2 separate regions of the Mus musculus genome follow, and region 1 is linked to region 2. Evidence: chromatin contacts called from public Micro-C data. All regions are on one chromosome and are shown on one strand. Each heading gives the region's core, a stretch centred on a gene start, on an enhancer-like site or on the middle of the called end of the contact. The rest is flanking DNA. Distances are from core to core; before and after follow the strand shown.

Region 1 (5,063 bases), core at 1,012-3,511, 150 kb after region 2:
GCACATAACATAAAAATTTTTAAAATCACTTTTAAAAAAGAATACTGGGGCTGGTGTGATGGCTAAGCGGTTAAGAGCACTGACTGCTCTTCCGAAGGTCCTGAGTTCAAATCCCAGCAACCACATGGTGGCTCACAACCATCCGTAGTGAGATCTGACGCCTTCTTCTGGAGTGTCTGAAGACAGCTACAGTGTGCTTACATATAATAATAAATAAAATCTTAAAAAAAAAAAAGAATTAAAAAAGAATACTTTTACCCATGGTATGTGTACTTTTGTGTCCTATATTTAAGAGACTGGGCCTCCAACATGGCCTGAAATCTGAGGGCTGGATAAGAGAAGGCTGCTGAAGGTAATTTGTGTTCTACCAAATTATATCCTTGAGTCAGTTATAATCAGGTCAATTAAGGTGGGCCCTCACCCACTATGACCATTGATCTTCAAGTGGAAACTTTGAACACACACTTATCTAGGAAAAGGATGTAAAGGCGACAATGAGAACAGGCAGAGATCAGAATGATGGAACAAGAACTGTGGGCCAGAAGGATCCTTCTTCCATATAGCTTCAGGAGTGAGAGCCAGCCCACACCTCATCTCAGGTATCTGTTGTTTAAGCTTTGATGTGACTGCACAAGCAAGATGGCTAAGAAATTCGCTTCCATCAGAGGCAATTTAAAACCTCAGCACTCAATACTGAGAAGATCAGGCAGTGAGCAATCAGCATGGACACAAACTGGGCGAGTACCTGAGGGGAGGCACTGTGCAGCACAGGGAACACAGGCACTGAAAGCCACAGAGGACGCCTGGCCTGATGACTTGACAAAAGACAGCAAGAGAAAGGCACCAAAACAAGGAAAACATAGAACAGTCAAGTATTTCAATTAGACTAGTGGTATGGAAAAACCTTTCAACACAGCAACAACAAAAAACCGAAGAGGTTGAAAGGGATATATAACTTCTATATATGGTATTGCCTCGGTTTTTATGAAGAGGAAATGAGCATACATGCATAAGCAGGTTTGATTTTTGTGGTAAGAGAGGATCTGACCTCTTTGCTTCCTTAGGTAATATCCAAATTCCCTACAATATGCAAACATTTCAGCCAAGAGAATAGCAACTACTTATACAAACACAGACAGGAGTGACAATGTACCTGTGGCCCCGGGGTTCCAGTCCCTAAAGTGCCCTGAAATGGAGTACAAAGAAACAAGTGCAGCCAACGGTGCAGGCCGGCCAGCCACCAATCTTCCACTGGGCCCTCCCATGGGAAACCCATTGGTAGTACAAGGCTCACACTGGTCATGGGCACACATGAATATGGAGTGGTATCTATGAAAATTAAAACAGCAACAACAACAGGGTAACAGTGGCTACCTCTACAGTTGGTAAGTAGGGAGAAAGAGATCCCTCTCCACTGAGAACCCTATCAATATTACCATGTTAAAATAGACAAAACTATGAAGACAAGAGAGAGCTGGTACCATATCGTGGTTCATAGCCACCTGTGACTCCAGTTCTATGGAATCCAACTTGCTCTTCTGACCACTGCAGTACATGGTGCCTTTACAAAGGCAAAACACTAGTGCACATAAAATAAATATTTTTAAAAGAATATGAAAATATACATACCTTCCCACATGAAATTAAAACCAAAATAGCCCTAGCACTTGACTAAGAGATCAGAGACTAAGAACAAAGAAGCCTGTAATAGGAAAAAGGCCTTGGATAGCGGCTCTTACATACATATCGGCTCCTCATGCAAAGATCAGTATGGCATATGAACTCAATTCCTCAGGACAAAGGCTGCAAGTCTCTCTGCCTGACCCCTTACCAGGTTCTCGAGCTCTGCATGCCCATTAGGGGCTATTTATTGCCTGGGACCTGCTAGTCTATCTTTCTACTATGTCCTTCCAGCATAGACCCCCAAGTCCCCTAGCATGGGCCTCTCAGCAGGCAGGAAAATTGCTCCTAAAACAGCCCTAGCAGGTTGCTGGTTGCTTTTTATAGCACTCTGAATCCACATTCTCTTTAAATAAAGTTGATTATTTCCAGCCAACAGTATGTAAAAATGTGTCCTGTCAAGTGCAGGTGGCTCTGAGCCCCACCCAGCAAATCCAAGGCCACCCCTGCAGCTGTGGGCCTGCAGCAGGAGGTGGGGGGTGGGGGGGATGAGCAGCAGAGCTCCAGCATCAGGGTGGGAGTGAGCCAGTGAGTCAGCAAGCAAGTCTCACTGAGCTCCCACTCTGTTCCTGATGAGCACGGGACAAGAAAGCTCTTGACAAAGAGAGAACACAGCCTCCGAATCCTGCTGGGCATTGTGGACCACAAGCTCTAACTCTCCTTGTAGACACAACAGTTTTGACTGCTAAACAGTTCCCACAGGCCTAGGCACCACAAAGTGGGGCAAGCCAGGAAACTAGAACCACCTGCAGTGAATGAGTGTGGCTGGTAATGTCACGAGGAACTATCACTGTCTCAGGGAATAGGAGCAAGCCTGGCCAGGAGCCCAACCTACTTTGTCAGCTTGAAGCCATCTCTTAAACCAAAAGGACCTCTGTCCTTCTGTTTGCCGCTTTCCAATGCTAGGGGCTGAGCTGTCACTGAACTAACCTCAAGCTTCTCCTCCAGTTTGTCTAGAAACAAACAGACAAACAGACAAAGGTTCAGACAAGCTGGGGTTTAGAGCAGCTCGTAGAACATATTCTACTAGTAAGTAAGTAAAGGAGACTAAACCCTTAACCCAGGGGTTTCTGTGCAAGATAGGATCCCAAACTCAATGGGTTATATGCACTGCCCTCATTTCTTTCCCAAGAAAGGATGAATACTGGAGGCATTTGCTACATGATGGGAGGGAGCTGGGGGACTGGCTTCCCAAGGTCACAACAGAGCAGAAGTGGAGCTCGGAGCTGCTAGGCCATCCCTCTCCCTAAGTAGGCAGAGCCATTCTTTGCTCCTCTTGAGATTAATACTGTCCACCCTATAAACAATTACCGTGATCCTGCATAATGTGATCAAAGTTCACTGACCCTATGCTTGGGTGACAATGTCCACCATCCTTGCCAGTCTCAGTCAACCCAGATATGATGAATCAGACCTCACCACACTCCTATGGCTGTACTGTCCATTTGGTCATCAGAAGAGAGAACATGTATGTGCTATGGTCTGAAAAATCTATGTCCTTCCAAACTTCATGTGTCCAGTCACCATGACAGCTTCAGAAAGAGGGGTTTAGAAAGGCTGGTGAAAGGGATGTGATGAGATGACTAATGTCCTTATTAAAAGGCCCTTAAAGGGACCCTTTACTTTTTCACCATGTGAAGACATAGAAAAAATTGTGTGTGAGGAGCATGCACATCAAACACTGAACCTACCAATGACTGGACAGTAAACTTCTAGCATCTGAAACTCAGAAACAGATTCTTGTTATAAACCAACCAGTCTATGGCATTTTGTTATACCAGCCTGAATAGGCTGAGACAAAGTGTATGCACACACACACAATACTTATGTGCATATGTGGGGCACATCTGTGGATGGACATGCCACAGGTATTAAGCAGAAGGTAGCCATTCTCTACAACTTTGTTCCCCACCCCCCTCTCTTTCCTCAACATCTTTCTGAGCTGTGACTTCAGCGAGGTATTAAAGATATTCAGTTAGTTATTAGAGTCCTCATTTCCCATTCTCCTTCTATAAAGGATCCTTCCTTCTCTTGTCAGCTCCTCCCTGGCAGTGCTCAGTTTCAACCTAGGATTTACCTAAGTCCTTCCCAACTGGTGGAGATGCAGTCACTTTTCTTCTGGATTCTTTATTGCTGACCCTTTATAAAACAGCCATGGTTAGAAAAATGGCTCATTCACTGTCCTGTTCTGGAGCTTCACACTCTCGGCCTGCCAGGCTCTAACCCTGCGTTGTGCCCTTCCCTTCTAGAGGACCTGCATTCAATTCCCAGCACCCAAAACTATCCATCACTCTAGGTCCAAAGAATCTGACAACTTCTTTTACCTCCACAGGCATCAGGCATGCCAGTAGCAGACACACTTGCAGGCAAAACGCACACACACATAAAATAAAAACACATTTTACAAAGGAAGAAGAGTCTGTTCTGGGCTCCTTTTCAGATGTTTCAGAAAATGGACTATTCTTAGCAATAGGAATAGTTTAGGTTTGGATAATGTATTTATTAAGTTTACAGCAAGTCCAAGTAAAGGAAAAGTGAAAGAAATGGATAGATAGATAGGTAGGTAGGTAGGTAGACAAAACAGAAAAACACCATCAAATCAGATTCTCAAACACTCAGCAGAAATTAGCTGGGAACTCAGACACCTAGCAGAAATTAAAGGCAGCCACCTGGAGTTCCCAATAGAGTCTTGGGCAGAGCAGAGAGAGGCTTCCAAGTAAAAGACCAAATAATAACAGGAAAATACTGCCATCAAGTCGGAGGCTTACAAATATCCAGCAGAAAGTCACAGAGAAAGCCCCACCAAAGCAGCCTGATGGAGCGCCCCATCAAGAATAGCATGCAGAGCAGAGCAGAGTGCCCTTCTGGGTGAGGTTTCCAAGTAAAAGAACAGAGAGCAATGTTGGGTGCTCACAACATCCAATAGAAACTGACTGAGGAAGCTGAGGTGGAGTCCTAACTGAGTTTCCTCTCGTGGCTGACTGTCCAGCTGCTCCCTTCCATAGGAACACTGGCCAGTTGGCAACAGGTCACCGTTTGGATATTCATGAGACGGCAGCGTTTTCACTCCTGGGCTGACTGCTCATTTTTCTGTCTCAGCATTAGGGGAGCCAGTCAGTAAGGGTCTTCTCAGAGGATACTAGACATAAAAATATTGGGTCTGAATCAGAGGGTAGCAACACCATTTCCAAAACCAGTTTCTTGTGTGCTCAAACACCACGTGACACATTCTAATATAATGTATGTTGTATTCTCTTGAAAGCTATTAAGCTTCCAAATCATCAGCAATCTTAGTGACAGAGCATAAGTCATTCTAAAAGTCACTAATAAATGCTCTGTGGGAACTACAATTAATAAAGTCTAGATACTAAAGAAGGTGAAGC
Region 2 (4,627 bases), core at 768-3,267:
CCACCACTGCCACCATGACCACCACAGTCATTAATTACCACCACTGCCACCATGACCACCACAGTCATTGCCATCACTGTCACCATGACCACCATAGCCACCACCATCACTGTCACCATGACTACCACAGTCATCACCATCACCACCACCATGACCACCACAGTCACCACCATCATCATGACCACCACAGTCATCGCCATCACTGTCACCATGGCCACCATAGCCACCACCATCACTGTCACCATGACCACCACAGTCATCACCATCACTGTCACCATGGTCACCACAGTCATCACCATCACCGTCACCACTTCCTCCATCACTGTTCTCATGCCATCTTCATTATATCACCATGACCATCACCATAGCTGCCATCATCACTAACACCTCATCATTGCTACTGCCACCAATGCTACTGTTACCTTCACCATTGTCATCGCTGCTACCATCTCACCACCATGACTACCATCACCATTCCATCACCATACCATCATTACCATCATCTCCATCCTTACACACACACCCCAATAGTGACAACTTATCAAAGGCATACTCGTTCACCATCATGGAATGCTTCCTTCTTCACACCTGTTTCCCGAGAAAACTGAGTTTCTTTACACCTAAGTGGGCTTCACACGTAAGCACATGAGTTTGCAGAGCCAGGGCTTCCCAGGGTTACACCCAGCTTTGTGAACCTTAATCCTAGGTCTGAGACTATCTGGCTCCCCCTATTCAATGCTCTGCTCTCTTGAGCCAGATCTGGGCCATCACAGAGTGGATTTAGTGCCTGTATCTGGCCTCCATGGTGGGCTGAGGGCTTGAAAGACTTGAATTCCTGTCCCCATGAAACCATAGACAACATAGGTAGTGTACTCTGCCCACACACCCTCCTGCCCTTTGTCTCTGTCCATACATCAAATGCCCATGGCAAAGCAACACTGTAAATGTGTGGTTTGCACATATGTGGACCAGGAGAGTCTGTCCAGCAGTAGCCCATGTAAGGGGCTGTTATCCCCAGTGCTGTGTGATCGACAGTTTGAGTCTTGACACAAAATTCTTGAACCAGGCTTTGAAAACTCAAGTCTGGGCAGAAAAAATGGTGTAAGGCCAATGTATCTTGGTGCAAAACTGTAGTTCAAAGGATAGCCTTGGTTTGCCAGATCTGTGCCAGGGCAAGGCTCCCTGAGTTACTGCATGTGTTCAGGCACTGATGCTTTGGTGTGTGGGCACCAGGGTCATCTCTTGGTCCAGAGTCACGGGACAGGAAGCTGGGCCTCTACTGAGCTGGATGCCATGCGCGGTCACTGTTGCAAGCTCTGCTCTGTAACTTCCATGGTGTGTATCGGCCACCTCCCCAAACCTGCAGGGCTCTCAGCTGACAAGGCCTTGAGGCCTACTGGGGGGCTACCAAACCACCTCAGAACCTGCAACCCTGGAGGCTCTGGAGGTATGGGGGGAGGATATTTAGACCTTCTGTCCAGACCCACCTCCTCAGTCTCTCCCTGCAGCTGTCTGCCTGGCATGTGCTGAGAGGTCTGAGAGATAAATGTGTCACATATACACATCCCTCCCTCCCCCACCCTCTCTTTCCTTCTTGGCTCCTGAAACAAGTGCAGCCATCCACTGGTCATCATGACCACCCTCAGCCCACAGACCTCTGTTTCTTGAGAAGAAGGGTGGTAAAGGTGATTTTGGGGCACACAGGGGGAAAGAGAGCCCACCCCACCTCAAGCCACAGGACTGGTGTCTCAGCCCAGATTCAATCAGACTGCAGCCTGTTATCTAGCAGATCACTCTAGGCAGGGTCTTGTGGCTCACACAGGGGTAGCTGAGAAGTAAACAAACCCCATGCAGGGGCAGCCTAGCTCTTCACCGGAAGATGCTACAAGGCAGAGGATGCTAAGGCCTGCATGCCCAACGGCCCAGACATCTGTCAGGCTGTTTGAGGGAGGAAGGGCTAAGAGGTGGCCCTAGGAAGGCTCCTCCTGTTCCCATTCAGCCTGTTGCTCAAGGGCAGCCAGAGGGCATGGGGTAACCATGGTAACGGTACCAGAGCCAGGTTTCCCTGGCTGTGCAGTCTGGAGGCCACCAGGACAAGCCAAAGCCCCTGGGCCCCCACCCAGCCCAGGGTCCTGCAGCAGCCCTGATTCACAGACAGCTAAATATAGTGCTGCTTAGCAGGGGCTGCCAAGAGTAAAGGGAGATGAGATCATCGCTTCTAAATCCGGCAGGAAGTGAGAGGCGGAGTTGGCCCCGAACGCCTTCTCACTCAGCTACTGCACACACACACACTCATGCAAGCACACACACACACTCATGCAAGCACACACACACACACACACACACACACACACACACACACACACACAGAGGCCTGTATCTCCAAAACATACCCAATCACACTTCGAAAACAGACATGCATGTACACTCATGGACTTTACACAAAGCATCTCTGTGCTTGCTCTAAGCTCTACACATATGCATGCACATGCATCCTTCCACCCTCACTTACAAACACGCATGCTCACATCAGCTAGCTGCGCCCCCAACCCAGCATGGCAGGCCTCAGAATGGAGGGAAGTGAATGGCTGCTCTCCCTGGTCTTCCCTCCACTGTCCCAACCGACAGGTTTTCTGCAGAGTTGGCGTCCTCAGCATGTCACACTCAGACTGGGTAAAAACCCATGCACAGCCATATCAGCGCTGGCTAGGCTGCGTGTGGCTGGGAATGAGGTGACCCCTGCAGAGGTGCACTCGGAGTGTCCTGATGTGGGGACAGGCCTGCTCCTGAATCTGAAGAGGCTGTGGGCCCCATGCTGGGAGTGAAAGAAAGGTGAGGGTCCTTGGATTTGGCACTTACAGATCGAAGACCAGGTAGTGGAAGCCCTCTTCAGAGATGCTGTCATGGAGGCGTACTGCAGGGACAGAGAAGTCGTGAGGAGCAGGAGGTAGCCCAGGATATTCCCTACTGCCCACCGCCACCCTGTCAGGGCCCACCCAGCACCCGTGCTGCACGCCTGGGGCAGGGAACTTGTCTCTGTGGCCCACAGGGTCTCCCCCAAGACAAGATGGCTGCCTGGGTCTGGGGGAAGATATGAGCTGACTTGAGGTGCTGCATGCTGAGCCTGAGGGAGCATCACGGAGCCCTGAGGGAGCACCATAGAGCCCTGAGGGAGCACCATGGAGCCCTGAGGGAGCACCATGGAGGTCTAGGCAGCACCTTGCCCTTCCACTGGCCCCTTTCTGTTCTCCTATTTCCCCTACCATCGGGAAACACAGCAAAGGCTCACTGCTGAGCCCTAACAGGAGCCATGTCTTCAAGGGAGAGGTTTCTGCAAGAAACAAACCGATTTTCCTGTCCTCAGCAGGACAGGGCCTCCACTGAGAAAGATTACCAGGTGAGGTATATTTCAGAGGCTCAGACAGTTTCCCTCTCTCTGGCCCTATTACCACACCAGTTGCTGAACTTGTATTCAGTCCTGTCTGGCCTGGGCTGGGGCTGATGGGCTCTGAGGAATGATGGCGATGGTGGGAGGGAGCTGCCAGGTCTCGGCTTGGGGCTGCACTCTGCACCAAGCAGTAAAGATTTTCTAGGAATGAGTCACTCTGGGCCCTGCTCTCCCACCTGCAGATCCTGCCCTTTGCTAGAACAGCAATGCATGCCAGGGCTGTTCTGAGCACCTTGCTCACCAACCACCCCTGCAGGCTGCAGAAAAGGGATCGGCACAGAGAGGTTGCCAAGCAGCAGAGGGCACACAGCCTACAGTGAGTCTGTGGGAGCAGGGGTCTGGCTCCAGCGAGTGTGCTGGACTAGTCCTGGCCCTGGTGCTCTTGGGAGCTTAAGTTCTTGCTGTATTCCACCACCCAAGACTGGGCCACGAGGCTGGAGAGTGAAGAGCAGCTACCTTCTCCCTGGTCCCACAGGACTCCAGGACCTCAGGCAGAAACAGCCCACACAATTCCTGCTCCTGGCACCCTCCTCTCTGTCCTAGTTTCTAGCTAGCTGCTGGCACCCTCCTTCCTGGCACTAGACTTCCCAGGCGCCATTCTGATAGTATCCTTATGCCTAGGAACTCCGATCTGTCCTGTGCCCCAACTTGGTTTCCAGGCGCCTTAATCCCATGATGCATTTCACCTCATGTATACCTTTAGCACGCCAGGCCCCAGGCCCTCAATAGAGAGAGGAAATGGGATACCTGCTGTGGCCACCACAGTAGCCGTGTGAATTGGGAAGGACACCCCACTTACCTGAGCCCAGTCTGCAGCTCTGTAAGATGGAAGAACCCCCTGTCTGTAGGGTGCTGTAAATTGTGCTCCTATGTGAAGCAGTGAGCAATCCCTGAGCCACAGCCCTATGTCTGTCACTGTTGTCACTGTGGTATAACAAACACCAGATGACTGAGGCTCAGAGTCTGAGGCCACTTAGGGACATGGGGTGTTTTCTGAAACCCATGGCAGAGGCCTGGAAGCAGCCACTATGGACGCAGGTCCTTACATTTCTCCTCTATTTCCTGGCTCTAAGCTCACTAGCATAGCTTTCCAGGCCTTCCCCAACCCATCCTCTGGGACCCACATCCTGGTTATCTCTCTGGTGCTATCAGAGCCTCTTAGTGAGGACAAATCTGTTC

Evidence for each region. Hi-C and Micro-C count contacts between places; a contact is called where the count stands out from the background.
Region 1: a Micro-C map of stem cell-derived neurons shows a contact between it and region 2, with 2.3 times the contacts expected there. The contact joins two enhancer-like sites. A contact is called at or near these places in 2 of 15 datasets of contacts at CTCF or cohesin (the NIH/3T3 cell line and large pre-B cells), 4 of 484 Hi-C or Micro-C datasets (bone marrow-derived macrophages, forebrain, granulosa cells and 1 more), 12 of 115 datasets of contacts at active chromatin or transcription factors (the HPC-7 cell line, bone marrow-derived macrophages, double positive thymocytes and 6 more) and 3 of 9 other capture datasets (adipose tissue, liver and pancreatic islet).

Annotation. Positions count from the first base shown.
Region 1 is chr11:6,152,155-6,157,217 of GRCm38.p6, forward strand. The region is part of intron 2 of Nudcd3 (NudC domain containing 3); the gene reads right to left. Among named protein-coding and RNA genes, the nearest start is that of Nudcd3, 46 kb to the right of the region's middle. Within about 2 kb of position 2,262, at least 100 of the 459 cell types and tissues checked have an H3K27ac peak or open chromatin away from gene starts, as enhancers often do. A contact at or near this core is called in the HPC-7 cell line, double positive thymocytes, granulosa cells and 1 more, where this site is marked.
Region 2 is chr11:5,998,479-6,003,105 of GRCm38.p6, forward strand. It overlaps Camk2b (calcium/calmodulin-dependent protein kinase II, beta), which reads right to left. Exons shown (of 21, transcript NM_007595.5): 4 at 2,860-2,914. Among named protein-coding and RNA genes, the nearest start is that of Ykt6, 45 kb to the left of the region's middle. Within about 2 kb of position 2,018, at least 259 of the 459 cell types and tissues checked have an H3K27ac peak or open chromatin away from gene starts, as enhancers often do. A contact at or near this core is called in the HPC-7 cell line, double positive thymocytes, granulosa cells and 1 more, where this site is marked.